5 separate regions of the Mus musculus genome follow, and all the other regions are linked to region 1. Evidence: chromatin contacts called from public HiChIP or PLAC-seq data. All regions are on one chromosome and are shown on one strand. The core of a region is the stretch at or near the end of the contact, and the rest is flanking DNA. Distances in the headings are between cores, read along the strand shown.

Evidence for each region. HiChIP or PLAC-seq counts read pairs in DNA pulled down with a chosen protein or histone mark.
Region 2: a contact with region 1 is called in an H3K27ac HiChIP or PLAC-seq map of oligodendrocyte precursor cells, with 5 times the contacts expected there. The contact joins the enhancer-like site here to the promoter of Npas3 in region 1. A contact is called at or near these places in 11 of 39 promoter capture datasets (the 3T3-L1 cell line, 3T3-L1-derived adipocytes, the HPC-7 cell line and 6 more), 2 of 484 Hi-C or Micro-C datasets (cerebral cortex and cortical neurons), 9 of 115 datasets of contacts at active chromatin or transcription factors (astrocytes, craniofacial prominence, embryonic basal ganglia and 6 more) and 1 of 9 other capture datasets (embryonic stem cells).
Region 3: a contact with region 1 is called in an H3K4me3 HiChIP or PLAC-seq map of embryonic forebrain, with 6 times the contacts expected there. The contact joins the enhancer-like site here to the promoter of Npas3 in region 1. A contact is called at or near these places in 9 of 39 promoter capture datasets (the 3T3-L1 cell line, 3T3-L1-derived adipocytes, the C10 cell line and 5 more), 4 of 484 Hi-C or Micro-C datasets (cerebral cortex, cortical neurons, palatal mesenchyme and 1 more) and 9 of 115 datasets of contacts at active chromatin or transcription factors (VIP interneurons, astrocytes, craniofacial prominence and 6 more).
Region 4: an H3K27ac HiChIP or PLAC-seq map of SST interneurons shows a contact between it and region 1, with 5 times the contacts expected there. The contact joins the enhancer-like site here to the promoter of Npas3 in region 1. A contact is called at or near these places in 3 of 39 promoter capture datasets (the 3T3-L1 cell line, hippocampal neurons and pre-B cells), 5 of 484 Hi-C or Micro-C datasets (cortical neurons, frontal cortex and uterus), 14 of 115 datasets of contacts at active chromatin or transcription factors (SST interneurons, VIP interneurons, astrocytes and 10 more) and 3 of 9 other capture datasets (adipose tissue, embryonic stem cells and liver).
Region 5: a contact with region 1 is called in an H3K4me3 HiChIP or PLAC-seq map of neural tube, with 6 times the contacts expected there. The contact joins the enhancer-like site here to the promoter of Npas3 in region 1. A contact is called at or near these places in 6 of 39 promoter capture datasets (the 3T3-L1 cell line, 3T3-L1-derived adipocytes, cranial neural crest and 3 more), 7 of 115 datasets of contacts at active chromatin or transcription factors (embryonic forebrain, embryonic hindbrain, embryonic limb bud and 4 more) and 2 of 9 other capture datasets (embryonic tail and pancreatic islet).

The regions. Positions count from the first base shown.
Region 1 is chr12:53,247,140-53,250,223 of GRCm38.p6, reverse strand. It overlaps Npas3 (neuronal PAS domain protein 3), which reads right to left and starts at 1,792. Exons shown (of 12, transcript NM_001370962.1): 1 at 1,477-1,792. The coding sequence starts at 1,634.
Region 2 is chr12:53,844,963-53,848,177 of GRCm38.p6, reverse strand. All of the region lies in intron 5 of Npas3 (neuronal PAS domain protein 3), which reads right to left. It overlaps Gm35614 (a long non-coding RNA gene), which reads right to left. Exons shown (of 2, transcript XR_381599.3): 2 at 1-2,110. Among named protein-coding and RNA genes, the nearest start is that of Gm35614, 15 kb to the right of the region's middle. Within about 2 kb of position 1,722, at least 19 of the 459 cell types and tissues checked have an H3K27ac peak or open chromatin away from gene starts, as enhancers often do. A contact at or near this core is called in embryonic limb bud and oligodendrocyte precursor cells, where this site is marked.
Region 3 is chr12:53,824,567-53,827,654 of GRCm38.p6, reverse strand. All of the region lies in intron 4 of Npas3 (neuronal PAS domain protein 3), which reads right to left. Among named protein-coding and RNA genes, the nearest start is that of Gm35614, 5.7 kb to the left of the region's middle. Within about 2 kb of position 1,259, at least 19 of the 459 cell types and tissues checked have an H3K27ac peak or open chromatin away from gene starts, as enhancers often do. A contact at or near this core is called in VIP interneurons, embryonic forebrain and hippocampal neurons, where this site is marked.
Region 4 is chr12:53,768,092-53,771,307 of GRCm38.p6, reverse strand. All of the region lies in intron 4 of Npas3 (neuronal PAS domain protein 3), which reads right to left. Among named protein-coding and RNA genes, the nearest start is that of Gm35614, 62 kb to the left of the region's middle. Within about 2 kb of position 1,712, at least 12 of the 459 cell types and tissues checked have an H3K27ac peak or open chromatin away from gene starts, as enhancers often do. A contact at or near this core is called in SST interneurons, where this site is marked.
Region 5 is chr12:53,864,238-53,867,671 of GRCm38.p6, reverse strand. All of the region lies in intron 5 of Npas3 (neuronal PAS domain protein 3), which reads right to left. Gm35614 (a long non-coding RNA gene) reads right to left here. Exons shown (of 2, transcript XR_381599.3): 2 at 1-3,434. Among named protein-coding and RNA genes, the nearest start is that of Gm35614, 34 kb to the right of the region's middle. Within about 2 kb of position 1,796, at least 18 of the 459 cell types and tissues checked have an H3K27ac peak or open chromatin away from gene starts, as enhancers often do.

The sequences.
Region 1 (3,084 bases), core at 543-3,042:
AAAAAAAAAAAAAAAAAAACCCATACCTGAACCATGAAATGGGGAAACTGAATTCTTTACTGGTGTTCTGCTTTTGAAAGATGCCCAGATCTTTTTTGTTAAAGGTTCTTGTAATCGCTTGAGTAAAACATGACTAAAATAATTTAATAAAAAATATGTGTCTGACAAAGATTTGCCCCTTTAGAGTTATTTCCACGACTTCTTTTTAAAACTTTTGACAATAAGCAGAGCATGTAATGAAGTCTTCTACAGAATATTTGCAATTACATGAACTTGGAAAATACTGTGTTAGGCAAAATCTGGTCACTGGGCCATTGGTTAGAAGGCACAAAACATAGCAATGACAGATTACTGTAACCTTTGCAGTTTAAATACTATTGTTTCAAACCAAAGGCTCTCAAATCAATGAAGTTTCAAAGATGAGGTAAAATGGGAATTTGAATTATGCATTATGTATATTTTAAGTTAAATGCCATTGGCAAATCTCTCAGATGTTTAATCGTGTACAATCTGGGAAACACAAATATTTAATTTCACACTCTCATGTGCTTTTTTTTCTTCCATCTACCATAAAATTGAGCCTCATGAATAGAGAGTTTACCTTTTTGATTATATTGTTAGTTTTTCTCATAGCGATTTTGTGAATCCCATTTTCAATAAAATCTTAGAACATCGAAAGTTATCCTTAAAGGGAAAACTTTAGGGTTAGAAAGCTGTTGATGGTAAATTTCTCTTTATTTCCTTCCTCAATCAAAGGTTGCTCAGTGTTTTAATGACAATTATTTTGAATCTAGAGACTATCTTTAGAAAACTAAAAACAATTTCTATATTAAAACTTCCCTTTCACCACCAAGCCTAACTTTTGTAAAATTTGCTTCCTAACTTGGATCTCGGAATCCCATCCATTTGCATCATAATGCGTTTAAGATAGTTAACAGCGCCTAAGAGATTCGGATTTCACGTTGTATTCCCTGTAGTAACAGGTGACAGGATCTCACACTATTAGGTAGAAACGCAAGTCTATCTCTGCACATGAAAATCGTCTCTGTCCTATTTGGAAACAAATGATCAATCAGCCTCCGATGATCAATTGCTCCCCTGGCTGTCCGTCAGCGCGGATTCGCACCCGCGGAGGCATTGAGAACATTTTGCTGAAAGGGGGCAGGAAGCCCAAACTTTGCAAAAGCATCTCCTGCAGCGTCTCAGACTTGACTGGAACTCTCTGGCTACTCGGGGCTGAGGCTCAACGTTCGGGGCCTGGCAGAGGGCAAAGGATGACTTCACTTCGCCAGTGCACTAGAGTGCTTTTCAATTCGGATTGTGTATCCCCCCCCCCCTCCTTCTATAGCACAGGGGCAGGCAAAGTAAGCCCTGACGAGGTGCATGTGTGTTGTAAGGCACAAAACAAGAGCAAAGTGAGTCCCACCCCAGTACCCGAGACGGGGGCACTATCCCAGCTCGGACGGGACTACTCACCGCTGCTGGTAGGAGGTGATGCCCTGGACGTTCTGCGGGGTGCCGTTGGCCGCGGCGCCGGCCCTCCCCATGCCCGCACCGGCCGGTACCCCAGCGGCTGCCCCGCCGGCCGCCGCGGCCGTCACCTGCACGCTGAAATCCGGAAAGATTCGGATCATCGCCGCGGCTTGGAGCCCCAGGCGCGGCTGCTCTGGGCTCGGGCTGGCGGGGGCTCGGGCTCGGGTTCGGGCGGCGGCGGCAGCAGCGGCGCGAGCGGCGGCAGCAGCGGAGCCAGGCACCAGCCTGCAATCCCATTAGTGAGCCGCGGCCACTGTGCGCGGCGGAGAGGCGCTTTGATGTGCGCGCAGCGGGCTGAGGTGGGGGGGGGTGGCGAGGAGGAGGTGCGGGGGGTGTGCGAGGGACTTGCAAACAGCAAAACGTGTCAGGGTGGGGCCTTTTCTCCCTTTTGGGGGGCACTGTTGCTCCCCCCTCTTTCCAGGATGTTGCTTTCACTGGCTGCTCCAGCAGCGCCGCGCGAGCCCAGCTGAGAGGAGGAGGGGGTGAAGGAGGAAGGATGCACCGGGAGGCTTGGCGAGCGCTTGGCCGGTGCAAGGGAATAACGAGCAGTGGAGGGTGCGTTTTCCCTCCCTCTTCTACACACACACACACACACACACACACACACACACACACACACACCGCGCACTTCCGACCCAAAGTGCAAGATTGTGGTGCGCTCTTTCTCCTCCTTTCTCTGGAGAAATAACCACCATCCGGGCTGGCTTCAGCCTTCCGAGGCTGCCAGAAACCAGGATCCCAGCCCGCGGGTGTAGGAATGGGGCGTCAGAGCCTCCCGTTTCAGCCTGGACCCCTCTTTGACACTATTCTCCACATTAAGCAGAGCGAATGTGACCAAGCGCAAGTTGGGTTCCTGGAGAACTTGATAGTTATCTAGGAGAGGTGGTTTGCAAAGGCGACGGAGTGCGGGGCGGGGGGTTGGCGCTTTTGTACAATGGAGAGTTTGGGTCGCTTAAAAGAAAGGGCTCTTCCCGCTCCTGGTGAGCGGAAGAGTTGGTCTTGGGAAACTTGTGAGGTGGGGTCTCAGCTAGATCTTAGTTTGCGCTATGATCCATCTCTTAACGCCCCCCTTTGACCGAGGAAACGAATAAATTAGTAGCCACAATTGAAAAGAACTCTGCGAATTCCAAACACCAAGGAAACAAAAAGAGAAAACACGTGCATTTATTTCCTCGCGCCTTCCTGTTACTTCACATTGTGACGCCTGCCTTTCATTAGGGGGTGAAGAGAGATCCTTACAGTTTGGATGCGCCTTTTTAGTGAGACTTGCACTGGGTTTCACTGAGCTAGGGTTGGGGGAGTGGGAGTTGATTGTTTCCCTCCATCCCTCCCCAGGACCCGGGTTGCCCACTTTTCCCCCTGTCTTCTGGCTGGTGAGCAGGAGCAGAGATGCGAGAAGCAGGCGGATGCAGCCCTTGAGGGACACAGAGCTCTGCTAATGTCCCACACTCAAAGCCCCTGCCCAGCTTAGCGGCTGCTGCTGCTGCTGCTGCTACTCCTGCAACTGCTGCTGCTACTGCTGCGGCTGGGTGGTGGTGGGGAGTGGTGGTT
Region 2 (3,215 bases), core at 473-2,972, 600 kb before region 1:
CTTTAGAACAAAGGACTCATAAGCCAATTCTCCTTAAAGAGGTCACTGTTTTCTTCAGGTTCTGAATTTTAAGTTGTCACTATTGCTCAGGTTCTGCCCAGTCACTCTTTTAAAATAAGGTTCTCATTGCCTTTATCCTGACAAGAGCTGGGGATCAGGAAGGTAGTGCTGGGCAGGTAGGGAGGGTTCCCCATGCCATGCTAGAGGAGTCCCCAAACTGGGATCACTGTCATCATCCAGGGAGGGCTCCAGGCACGTACTCTGAGGCAACTGCTGTGGGCTGTACCTCACCACTAAGGAGCAGAACGAGGAAGCACACACTTAAGCTTAAACCCCCAGAAAGTGGCACAGCGATATCAGAAGAATGTGATGGTTTTAATATGTAATCTAAGGAGGAACAAGTAATCCTTAGTACAACTGGGCATAAAAGCAACATGCATCAAAGGCCCCTGGGAAGAAAATGAACCCTGTTTCTCATCAGGGAATCAGGGAACTGCTTTGCTATTTCCTCCACATGGCTTGGTACCAACTATGTGGTAGCTTAGACAGGTAGCTTAGACGAAACAAAATGAAGTACCAGTAGCTTGCTTTCTTTCCTCAGTGATGTAGATAAATTGTGTGTGTGTGTGTGTGTGTGTGTGTGTGTGTGTGTGTGTGTGTCTATGTGAAAGTTAGGTGGGTGTTGCTAAAATTGTTCTACTGTGCCTGGCTTTTTGAATTAGTGCTGGGGTTTGAACGAAGATCCTCTCAGCTGATGAGAGCTTTACTGACTGAGCTACGTCCTAGCCCGAGAGTAGTAGTTCTCTTACTGAGAGAAGTAATGCCACTGTGGCTTTGGCCTTGCAAATGATACAGTTTGGGCCCCACAGACACATTCTTTTTAAAAGAAAGATTCATATTTGACATGTCCTTCCCTCAAACCCCTTCCGGTCTATTCTCACACCTCTTTCAAAGAGCAGGACTTGGAGGATTATAATCCAAGGCTAATTACTTTTTCCTGTTGTAGTTCCTCAAGTGCCTGCTTTCTGCTCTTTATTTGTATAAACATGACACAGTAATGTCTGTGACTTCAAATGAAACACACTCAGGATCCAGCAAGAATGCCTCGCAGGTGGCAGGGCAAGCTGAGCCCTGGGTGTCAGTCCAGATGTAGATCAGAAGAGAACGCGTGAACAGCATTCTCTTCTCATCCGGCTCAAACAAGAGAGGTGAGTCAGTGCCAGCAGGTGAAGTGGGGGGCCTCCCGCCCACAGGCAGGGGAGATCTCAATGTTGTGTTTTATTTGTTGAGATCTCTTCTTTACTTAATGTAGAGAGCCGGGTTATTTCACACTGCCACCACGCCGTAGCTTCTTAAATGATTCAGGGAAGTATAGCTTTCATTTAGGTTTGTGCCCTCCAGTCTGTTTATACTGGTCGATACACTTGTCTGAAAAATATAATGGATTAGCACATCATTCAACAAGCTAGTCAGAAGGCAAGCTTAAGGCGACAGACACCAGAAAGTAAATTACAGTCAGGAGTAGGCGCAGGCCATGCCTAGAGCTGGGAAACAGCGTATCAGCACAAAACCTGTATTCTCTGGGAATGGTGGTGGAACCAAAAGGGACGCAGAATTTACACTCGAATATAATAAAACAATCAGCCCCACAAATTCATACGGTACCATAAACTGTGTGCTTTATGACACTGAATGCAGAGCAAAGCTGGCACGAACACTAGCCCACACATTACAGCCTCGGCTGGAAACAGACACACATTTGTTTCCTTTAATAGGCCCACTTTTGCAAGCAGGCATAGATCACGGCTTACTTTACACATTCCATTTAAATATTTGTAGAACGGTAGGTAGTTGGCCACAGGTCTCTACTACGGAGTGCAAAGAACAGGGAGGGCTATGGGGGTGGGGCGTTTATTCTTTATGAGCTTCCTCTTTCTTCTTCTCCATCTTCTCTCCTTGTTCCGTTTCTTCTTCTCCAAGCCCCAGAAGCCAGGATTGAGATACATTTCCAAAGTTTAATGTAATCTATTTTGACACGAGCCAAATCGTCACCGAGGCAGGTGGAGTGCGGTGAGAATTATTAAACAGCCTTCCCTCTGATCACTGCCGGCTAAAAGGTAAGATTTGGAAATGAATCTTTAAACCCTGGAGGTGTTTTTGAAACTTTACAATAATATACACTCTAAATGATGACACAAGCAGCCTCCTTCACTGAGCGCTTCCTGCAGGGCTGTGCTGCCCATGCTTTCTGAGACAGACGCTGTATCACCGCCACAATAGATCGCTGTAGCAAGCAACACTGAGGGGCAGCTGGGGAGCCTACAAATCCAGAGGGACCTGGTAAAATGACTTATCCCACGGACTCGGACTGTGAGGTCAGAGAAGCTCCAAGTTACAAATATTAAAAATGCTCCCTTTCGGTGAAGATGGTTCAGAATAGAATGGGGTGGGAACTGACGAATGCAGTCCGAGGTTCTGATTAGCTTGGTAGTCTTGCTCAACAGTAAGTAACGGGAAGGACCTGGGCAGCAGATGCATGGTGTGGCTAAAGAGTGACACTCAGCGACAGGACAGCAGGCAATGCAGTGGGGGTTGTCTATAGCAGAACCCACCATTACCTACCACGTTTCCCATACCACATCTTTATAAGGCTTGGCAGAGAAGAGACGGCACCACCCTGCCCTCCGTCCACGGTTGGCCTGTTCTGCTCTGACCTTTCCATGTGTTTGCCATCATGGTTGCAACCCTGCATGATGAGACCGCAGTTGGCTAGTCTTAGCACACAGGTGAGAACTGGGGTGGATCCCTTTCTGGCTCACCTCCTTTCTCCATGCCTGTCCATGAGACCCATCCTTCAGCTTGATTGCAGCAGACATGTGAGAGGAGAGCTTGCCTTACTTAAGTGGTTCCTTTCCACTGTCATCCTTCTCCTTTCAAAACCATGGCCCTTCTCTCAAACCTTTAGTGACTCCCCCTAGCCCTGTTCCGGCCTTACAACCTAGTGTGGAAGTTGCTTCAATTTCAACATGTCATCTGTCTGCTTTTTCTCTTCCTAGACAATTCTCAAGCCTTTCCTTGCTCCCTTACTCCTTTCTTTACCATCAAATGACTTGGAAGTGTACCAAGATGTCCTGAATACACGCGTTCCTCTTGCCCTTTAACCCATGGCATCAGGGGTCAGCCTTCCCCAGTGATCCAGAATACTGGCCATCTTC
Region 3 (3,088 bases), core at 10-2,509, 580 kb before region 1:
GTAACATTAATATTGATTTAATTTCAGTGTCCCAATTTTAAAGGGACATTGGAAGGTAGAAGGAATAATTCAATAGGTAGTTTGGGAAGCCAAATGTGATTAATCTGAAAGTTCTGTGGATATTTTAAAGATTTTTGAGTTGAGGGAGCCACTATACACCAATCTGTTGGATGACTACAGGCTACTTTCTAAAATATATTTTTCTAACTGCCCACTGTTTTCAACAGGCACCAATTAAGATTCTGGGGTCAAAGGGTTAATTACATCTTCTTACCCACTATGTAGAGTTTTCTGATTATTATCTAAGGTTGGATTAAGATGAAAAAGAACCTACAGAAACGTTAACGCTCAGCCTTCCTCAGAAGATTTACCACCAAGCCTGGAACCTAGCAGCTTTCCTTAAGGCAGACAGAGAACAAAACCTTAGGAGCAACAGTCAAAAAACAGCATCATAAAGATATGCAAGTATCTGATTTATCAAGACAGTTTTCTTATTACTGAAAACAGTTCCTGGCCATGCAGACGGGACTGATGGGAGAGTTCCTTTGTCACATCCCAGTGAGTTTGGGAGGCAGACAACCAGGAGCGAGGCTCAGATGCAGGAGTCAGGAGCTACAGTGTCTTGGAATAATAATGCCTGTAATTATAATTTATATCCCCTGACATCACATAATGCAGACAGTGTGAGCCACTGTTTCTTAGCCCCCAAAGCTGGATGCACCTCATAGTGTTTATCAAGGGATGAGGTTGGTCCCTCTGCAGAGTAGGGAACTAAGCAGTTTCATGACGGAGGGGTATGGGTGTTTAATGCATTGGGATAAATGGATTTTTATTTGTCAGAGTTTTGTCTCTGCTTTCCCTTTAAAGCACATTCCACCACAGCCAGACTTCTCAGAGTAAAACCTTACTAGGAGACCATCATAAGGGCAATTCACATGTCTATTACCACCGTGAAATTAGGGCTTCCTTTTTTCCAGTGTGGAAGGGGAAAGAGATCACCCTGAATTCTTTTCCTATGACCTAACACCAGCTAAAGAGAAGAGCTCCCAGTAAGCTAGGGTATTTTAATGACAGATTATTTTAAATCAAGCCCTCACCATCTGTTCCACCCCCTCATTATGAATGTAAAAAGAACATATTTCACAATTACATCAGTAAAAAAAAAAGTAAGTTCCCCGTGATCTAACTGCACACACGTGTTCCCTGTCCAATGTGTCAGGCATCTGTGATGCTCTTCTGATTCCGGCTCAGACTGGAAACAATACACCCATGAATAACATGGTCCCTGCCCGGTGCAGTGTTCCCTCCAAACCCTGACGTCTTCACTGACCCTGGCTCTCAGATCTATCTTCCCCCCTCTGTTTTAGCAACAGTTAAAAGAGTCAGAAAGAAAAAAAAATTAAGGTCCTTTGTTGCTTTTGGATGCAACCACGCTTTGATAAAATGCACGAAAATGCTGCACATGCCTTCGGTTGTTTGAGGCAATGATAGAGAAGGCACAGATTAGGCTCCCAACTTGAGAGAGCCTGAACAGAGCCCAAGGGTCCACGTGGATCTGCTTACAGGAAAGAAGGAAACCCCCCACTTCAGAGTACACAGGAAAGGGCTGGGTTCCTCCTGAATTCCTTGTCTTCCTTCCCCGCTAAGTCAGTGGCAAATGCATTGCCATTGCCCAAGGACACATCTCCCCAGCCTCAGCATGAAACTGAGTGTATTGGGTCAAATTTGACTCGACACTACAAACGAATCCCATGAAAACAAACCATGACACACCTTTCTTGTACCGTGTGACTCTAAACCTTTCAGATGAGAAAACACTGGCTCTCTCTCCCTCTCTCCTTCTCCCTCCCTCCCTCTCTTTCTTTCTCACGCTCATTCCTAGAAGAGAAGGATCAGTATAGAAGAGAAGATGGGCTACAGCAACCTAAGACACAAAAAGAACAAGGCTACGTGCTTCTGAGCCTACGACGTGGACTGGGTTTGCTTGTATATCCAAATCCCACTTTCTGGAAGCTGTGTTATCAGAGAGCTCATTTGCTTCCTCTGGGATTTGAGTTCAAGCCTGACATCCAGTCCAGAGAGAGATGAATGTCTTGATCAACATCTAACCAAATAGACTACAGGCCTGGGTATATTGTCAATGTGTCACCTTTGAGAGAGTCCCACTTGCCACACCCCCCAGGGGCAGCAGGTGAACCTCAGTGTGACTTGTGCTCAGGATCTAGGGATCCCACAGGACATGCTTGACAGTGTGTGTCACAGGGGACTATCAGTTCCTGCATAGATATTCACTGGTCCCTTTCCTTGTCTCCTCTTGCTCATGTGATGTGTTAATTAATGCAAAGGTAACCAGATCAGAGTTCAGGGCCCAAATCCATCATTCCCCAGGAATTCAGAGATCTCTTTCAAGTTAACGGAGGAACCTTCCCTTGGCAAGAGTAACACAATAGTACATTATTCTGGTCCTAAAAGACCTAAAAATATTACTGCTCTGCTTTGGCAAAACACATGGCACTTGGTCACACAGAGAGTGCCATGTGTTAAGTTGTTGGCTTTGAAAAGTAACGGAAAGAAAAAAACCAAATGTTATTTGATATCCTGTAGATTTCTAGAAAGTATTTTAAATGTGCATATATATATATATATATATATATATATATATATATAAAATAAACTATTACTAACACATATACATTACATTTATTATTAGAGTACATGGTGCAGGGACCAATATTCAGATCACTTAATAGTTACTATTGAGGAATGTTAGGCTAATTACATTGTCTGTATATATTACTGAATTCTACTTTACTGTGGGTAAACAGAAGCTCAGAGAAATTAAGCACAGGGTTTGGTGTCACATAGCCAGAATGTGTCAAGGCAGAAGGAGGATCCTGCCCTTTCTGAGACTGCCTGCTTGGGCTTCTGCAGGATCCACACTGATACAGCTGGAGCCGGGCTTTGCATCCTTCAGCATTTCTTTCCACACAAGGATTTCCCATGCATCTTCCATTTGGCAGACACTTGCTGATCCATCCCTTTGGGGGATACCTGTTGATGGCATGTCTTGCTGCCGGCCCACTTTGGG
Region 4 (3,216 bases), core at 463-2,962, 520 kb before region 1:
CCATCCAGCGGGAAATGCGGAGAGCTTTACATTCAGATATGCACACCCCACACAGAAAACGCCAGTGCTTGCAAAGCCTTTGTTTCCCCCCGCATTTCCCAGATTTTAAAAATAACCTCTCTCATGTGATGTTGAATTTCTTAAAGAGGAATCCCATCCCTGATTCTGTGGGTGTGGTTGGTTATGCACAGCTCACTGATTGCTGGGTACTATTAGATGCTTCCTTTAAACTCCTTCTGTTCTTGACTGGGTATGGTGCTGCCACCCTGGAGCTATGGCTTCATAAGAAATCAGCGAGGAGGGCCAGTCACCAGGGGGCAGATGTAAGAGAAATGCAATGAACCCTGGCTTCCTTTATTTTTCCCCTCTTCAGAGCCACAAGACAGGGGCAGAACAGACACTGGAGTTGGGCAGAAGGAAACTTTTGATTCTTTTGATGCCTCACTGAGGAGGCTGCCTGGAGCAAACAGTTGGAAGTAAGGAGAAACCAGGAAAAAATGAGGAGGGAGCATACAGCAGGAGCATCTCGAAGTTGAGGCGAGTGCCCCTGAACATCGGGAAAACCTGTGCCATTAGTGACTGATTTAGAGTTCTCCACTGTACCTCGGTCAGACCCTGTCCCATGGGTCATTGCAGGACTTCAGAAAAACCCAGAGGCACATTCAGTTCAAAGCCATGTTGACAGAGCTTCGTTGGAACCAGGGCTCATGGTTCGGAGGGATTTACCAGAACTCCAGTGATCTGCGGTTTTTTGGCACTGTTCTTTAGTTGACTGCATTGCAACAATAAAGCTGTGTCCATAAGCAATGGGAAAACGGGGGGCTACACTTCTGGTCTCCTCTTTTTCTTACAGAGATGACTAAATCTGAAATGCACACTCTAGCTTTTGAAGGGGAAAGAGGTGGGGTCTTGTAGTACTTAAACTTTGGTAGTTTTGAGAAACCCAATTAAACAATCACAATAAATGGGTCCTAACCGTTTCTGAGACCCCAGTACAAAGAAGAACCAAGCTTAGACATAGAATTCTTTTTTGATATCTAAAAGATCCCCTCCTTTCTCTTCACACATGCTCCTCTCTCTCTCTCTCTCTCTCTCTCTCTCTCTCTCTCTCTCTCTCTCTCTCTCTCTCTCTCTCAGCTGCACACATGCATACTTTGAGACAGAGCCTTTCTATAGCGTACAGGATAGCGTCAAACTTGCAAACTTGGGTCCTAGATTACAAGTGTGGCCAAAAAGTGAAAATTTTAAGACATATTTTCACTTCTTTCAGAGCTTTTCAACAACATTAATAACACCCACCTAATAACAACTTTCCTTCAGAGAATGGGTTTCCCAAAAGTAAAGATCTGGCCCCTTTCCCATTCCCAACCTCCGCAGGACTCTGCAGCTGAGATAGTACTGGTATGGATTCAGTGTCCCTTCCAAGCTAAGAGACAATTTACACAGGGACTCCAAACACAAGACTCATAACAGAAACCTTGCAGTCAGCAAACCCTTCCATTCCCATGGTGTCACCGTGTCCAGAAGGCAGATCCAGGCCAGCAGGTACTTTGCCAGGCTCACAGCACACACAGAAACCAAAGCATCATTGAGGGAACTGCTGGTCCAAGCTGAGGTGTTTCTTTAATGGGGCTGCGGGAAGCCAAGGCCTGCTCTAAGCCTGCACCATGCAGGGAGGCCTAGGAACCGACTGCTCCTTGGACACAATGTAATTTGGAGCCATTACAATGTATTGTATGTGGGACACTACTGTTCAGCTCTTAATATGCAGAATTTTGCATAGTATGAATGCTAATCATTTCCACGATGATGCTATTCATATAATATGTAATACTTGCTAAACAAAATTATGAAACATAATTACTGCTCAGACACAGTTGCTGCTTCCAGTCCTCCAAAACCCAGTCATTTAAAATTGTGTTTTCTTTAAATAAACGGCAACAATCCCCGCTGAAGACTATGTGCCTAGATAATTTCCTTTTCAAAAAAGGAGCCTTTTTATCTTTACTGAGTGACAAAACATCCTTTATGAAAGGTTTATAACTCAGCCATTTAAATTCGCTTCAGGCTGAAATTTGGCATGCAACTTCTCAATCCTGGGAGCAGAGTTTTGATTTTACTAAATTTTAGCAAAATTGGTTTGGCTGCTTTTTAGTCAAACCCTCTGATTTTAGCTAGGTCTCCCTTGCTTGGCGCTCACCCCAGCTGAGGTGACACGGTGCCTGGATCAACGGTGCACATGTGTCATCCACAAATTCATCCGCAAATATACACCACGCGGGTGCACAAACACACTGGGAAGGACCCGGGAGAAAGTTCCCTTTCATTTTGTCCGTAGTGGAACTGAAAAGCAAATCCACAATTTCAGAGGCACAAAGCGACGCCCTTGTATCGCTCCCCAAGGAGCCGTGTGCAGAAGAGACAATTTCTCCCCTCTGGCAAGAGTATAAATTAGGTAGGTGAAGAAAAGGAAAAACCAGGAGAGCAAACAACACTTTACCATCGGACTTCCCCTGGTTTACTGGGGATTTTAAAAGAGGTCCTACCAGTTTCATCAATCTGTGAACAGAAGCAAATTCCCAAAAATCCTGGGAAAGTTGGCCTAGCGTTTCCGTTTGCTACCAAAATGATGATGAGGAATTTCCCGGGAAGTGTAAGCTGACTTGCCAAAGGAAAGAAAAACAGAGCCGTAGATGACTTCTGAGCATGGAGCGCGCGCGTGCGCAGTGAGTGTGTGACTTTCTCAGCCAGGCTCCAGGCCTGATCGCCAGGGCTCCAGAGGTATTTTGAAAACAAACCAAACACACATCCTGAGCACTGAAACACCATAAATCAAGGTTAAGGGACAGTGCGGTTCTAACAAATCCAGTGACAGGCTAAGATCAAGGGATGCCTTGACATTCTCCTCAAAAAGGTCAATCTAACTGGTCTGCAATGTAAAAATGAAGAGGCTGCCATCATTGCCGTGGTGAAAGGTCAGACACCAGCCGATTGGTGATAGAATTATCAAATTAACCAATCGATGTGTGTGAGTAATAGATGTGAGCGGCCCTCTGGGAGGGCCACAGGGCAAATGCCAGCTCATCAATAACACATCGCTGTGGACAGGAAGCGCCTTGCTTCAATCCCTGTCCCTTTCCATACCAAGGGGAGCCAGACCCTACCCAATGAGGCTCCTACCTGCATATTACACAGTAAAAGGGATGAAAGGCCACT
Region 5 (3,434 bases), core at 547-3,046, 620 kb before region 1:
AAGTGTCCCCAGTAAAGGACTCTCTGCTATTTGTCTTTTCATGTGAGTGAACTTAAACACACTACTTTCATATCTTTGAAGGAAAACTGAAAGTTAGAAGGAATCTTAGACATCCTTTAGCTCAACTCTCCCACTGTATAGAAGACCAGGAAGGAAAAGGGGTGAGATTGGTCCTCGCCTACTGGAGAAGAATGAATTATAGGGGCTAGCTATCAGCACTTGTCTGACTAAAATCTCTACTGTGTTGATGGGTAAAGGAAGTTAGGCTCTGGAGATAAAGCTCTTTGATCCTCATATTTCCTACTTGTTAAGTATTCTCTAGATCTTTCTTTCTTTTTTTTTTTTTCATTTTAATATATCTACTGAGAAGTTCACAGCTGACCAAATTACAGAGAGTGTCAATGGAGTTCTTAGCTACCAATGGGACACCTATATTACCAAGACTTGATGAAGATGAGGTGGAAAGGTTTTTAAAATCCAGAGATCTGGGAGCACAGGAACAAAACAATGTCTTCTAGACCCCACAAGGACATAGGACTCATACACTCAAGCAGCTGTAGTTTCTTGCAAAGAACCGGCACACAACCAAGCCAGACAGTAAGTAATCCAGCAAGTAGCTAGGGGAAGAGATTCAAGAGTCCCCACACTCTTAACTAAGGAGCTATAGAGAGTTGATGACTTCCGAAGGAGGACGAGTCAGTTTTCTTTAAAACATGACCCCGGGTAGGTTGACTATGCTCCACTGGATAGCTCTGCACCCATATGTGGGCAGCACAAACTGGACTTCATAGATTATTAAACAAACAAACAAACAAAAAACCAGGATGACATCAAATTGGGGGTGGGTGCGGAGTAGAGAAGTTAGAGAAAGGAGTTGGGGGTAAATATTATAGAAGCATACTGTATGGAATTTAATATAATAAAACATATTAAAATTGCATGAGCATTTTCATGTATCATAAATTATACCAGGTACTCCAGGTGAATAAAAGATATAGAAAAGATCCAGGAGAAGTTAAAAGAAGGGAATTTGGTACCAATTAACCAATTAGCACTGCCATGTAAAATGAATGGTGCTCTGGAGGAGCTCCAGCACTGTTCATTCTTTTCTCACTGAATGGTTGGGAGGACTGGAGATGGCACGTCAATAATGTGCCATGCTCCATACAGAGCAAGCATTGGGTAAATGTAGGGCAGGGAAATTTCACTGGCTTCCATGGAGCATGGATTCTAGTGACAACAACTGTCTGTTTCATGCCAGGCCAACTGCTGTATGTAGGTAATGCAAGCAGAGGTCATCACAAGCTTTATCACATCTGACCTGCTGTGATACCTTAGGAAAACCGAGAACAAATTCCCTAGGTAGCACTGTAATGTCGGGGTATGTTAGATAATGCAGAATGCTTAGTGATTTGCTAAACGCTGTGAGAAATGAGGTTGAGGCAGAGGTTGTGAGACACAGAGGATGGTGAGGGTTTGGAAAAAGAGAATCTCTGTTTTATTCCGTCACTCGAATCACCCTTAAAAGATTATCATCATGCTCCTATCTAAAAAGGTCAGTTGGTGTTTAAGAGTTCCCAGTCTACCAGTTTGAAAAGACTTTCCACCTCATCTCTATGTAAATTCTGATTTGTGTTTCAGCAATTTGCTTTGCATCAAAATGCTTTGCCTATTTCTGTCGCTAGCATTTGCTCACCTAGTTTTCTCCACATGGATGCCCTTCTCCCAGCAGATCCATTTTACTCATTAGTCATAGTCTGGTCCACTCCCATTTTATATTCCCTGTTTAGCCACGTGTTCTTTCTTGCCTCTGTCCTACTGAGACACTGAGTCACCCAGCACTCCATCAGTGGAGACTATGTATCACCCCTTAAATGTTAATGTCTCTGCCTTATTTCTACAATTTAGGTTTAAGCTTTCCAATGATACAGAACACACATCTTAAATGCCTTTATACTCCTCTCTGCAGCTTTCAGGGTCTTTATAAATACTTAGTTGATGAGTGTGCCTATGTCAAGCTGGTTTTCCTTTGTGCTGGGGATGAAAGCGTGGTAGGGGGAGGGAGGCAGAGGGCAAGCTAGGAGTCAGTTAGGCTACCTATTCCAAGACTGCGCCACTCATCCCGTCCCACACGTAGAGAATATGAGGTGGACTCAGCACACATTTCTGATCTCTCAGAGGTCAGTCAGCAAGCTATAATTTCCCTCTCTTTGTGAAAACTGGTAAGACTTCTCTATTTCCCACACAGCAATACTGTGAAGATAAAAGGAGAGGCAGTGCCTGGGTAGCAGTGGTAGGGGCATTGGAGACTCTCAAGAGGCACGTGGGGGGCCTCTTCATGCACACACAAACTCTGAGTGTCAGGGCCAGCCACAGATTGTTCTTTTTCTGTGTGTGGATTCTCTCCCTCTGGGCAGCCACATCATTTCCAGGTTAAAGGGTATGCTATACACTCTCCCCGGGGAAGGAGCTATGCGGATAATGAGCTAAGACAGAGAGCTTTTACTGTGCTTAGGTAAACTGCAGTGACCCAAGGTTCAAGTTTTGGGGGACATATCTAATTAGATGTGGTAGGTGGAAAATTTCCTACATAAGGTTTCTACCGGTGTAATTAAGCCCTGAGAATCAAATCAGATTATGCTGGTAAGACACAGAGAGGCTTGGATCACACAGCCCAAATCGCCTCTCAGCAATTCTGCTTGGCCTTGACTCCTTTCAAGGTTGGTCTGTGGCAAATTGCCATACACGGATGTGGAGCTCTGACCACTTGCCAGAAGCTGGTGTGCTTCTCCAGCTCATCCCTGGGTAGCTGGGAAACAAACCTTTTCATTTTCTAATCAAACGGAGGGGATGGGCATTGGTGTAAATGTTTGTATGGAGCTCCTACCAGACCAGCCACCATGCTAAGAAACCAAGAAGAAAAGCAGAAGGCATTGTTTTAAAGTCATCTACACTGACAGAACAGGTAGCATGAGGGAGGGAGAAAGATGGCTTTGCAGTCCAGCACAGAGACGGGCACCTGGCAAGAGTCCATGAGTTCCCACAGGGGAGACACTCACTAGACTGCCATCCCTATGCTAAAGAAGCCATGACAGAGAACACAAGTCAGACTTGTGATACTGATGAATCCCTTCATTCTTAGGACATCCTAACAAAGATATCACTGTCACCAAAGTCTTTTGGATCATGTAGTCAGAGGCCAGGATGTTATGAATATTATGGCACCCCCAGGGCTAGCATAATGCATGGCCAGTGGCCAACAAATATATGCAGAATAAATATGAATGAATGGATACAGACAATGAGTGAATGCAAGAGACTCTTTGTGAGATTATCTTGAGTTGTATAGACTCAGAGAAGGTAGAGAGGCTTTTGACAGCAAAGGCTGGTAGCAGTGATCCCTCATGATCCCTCTGCTACCTTAAGCAGAAGGT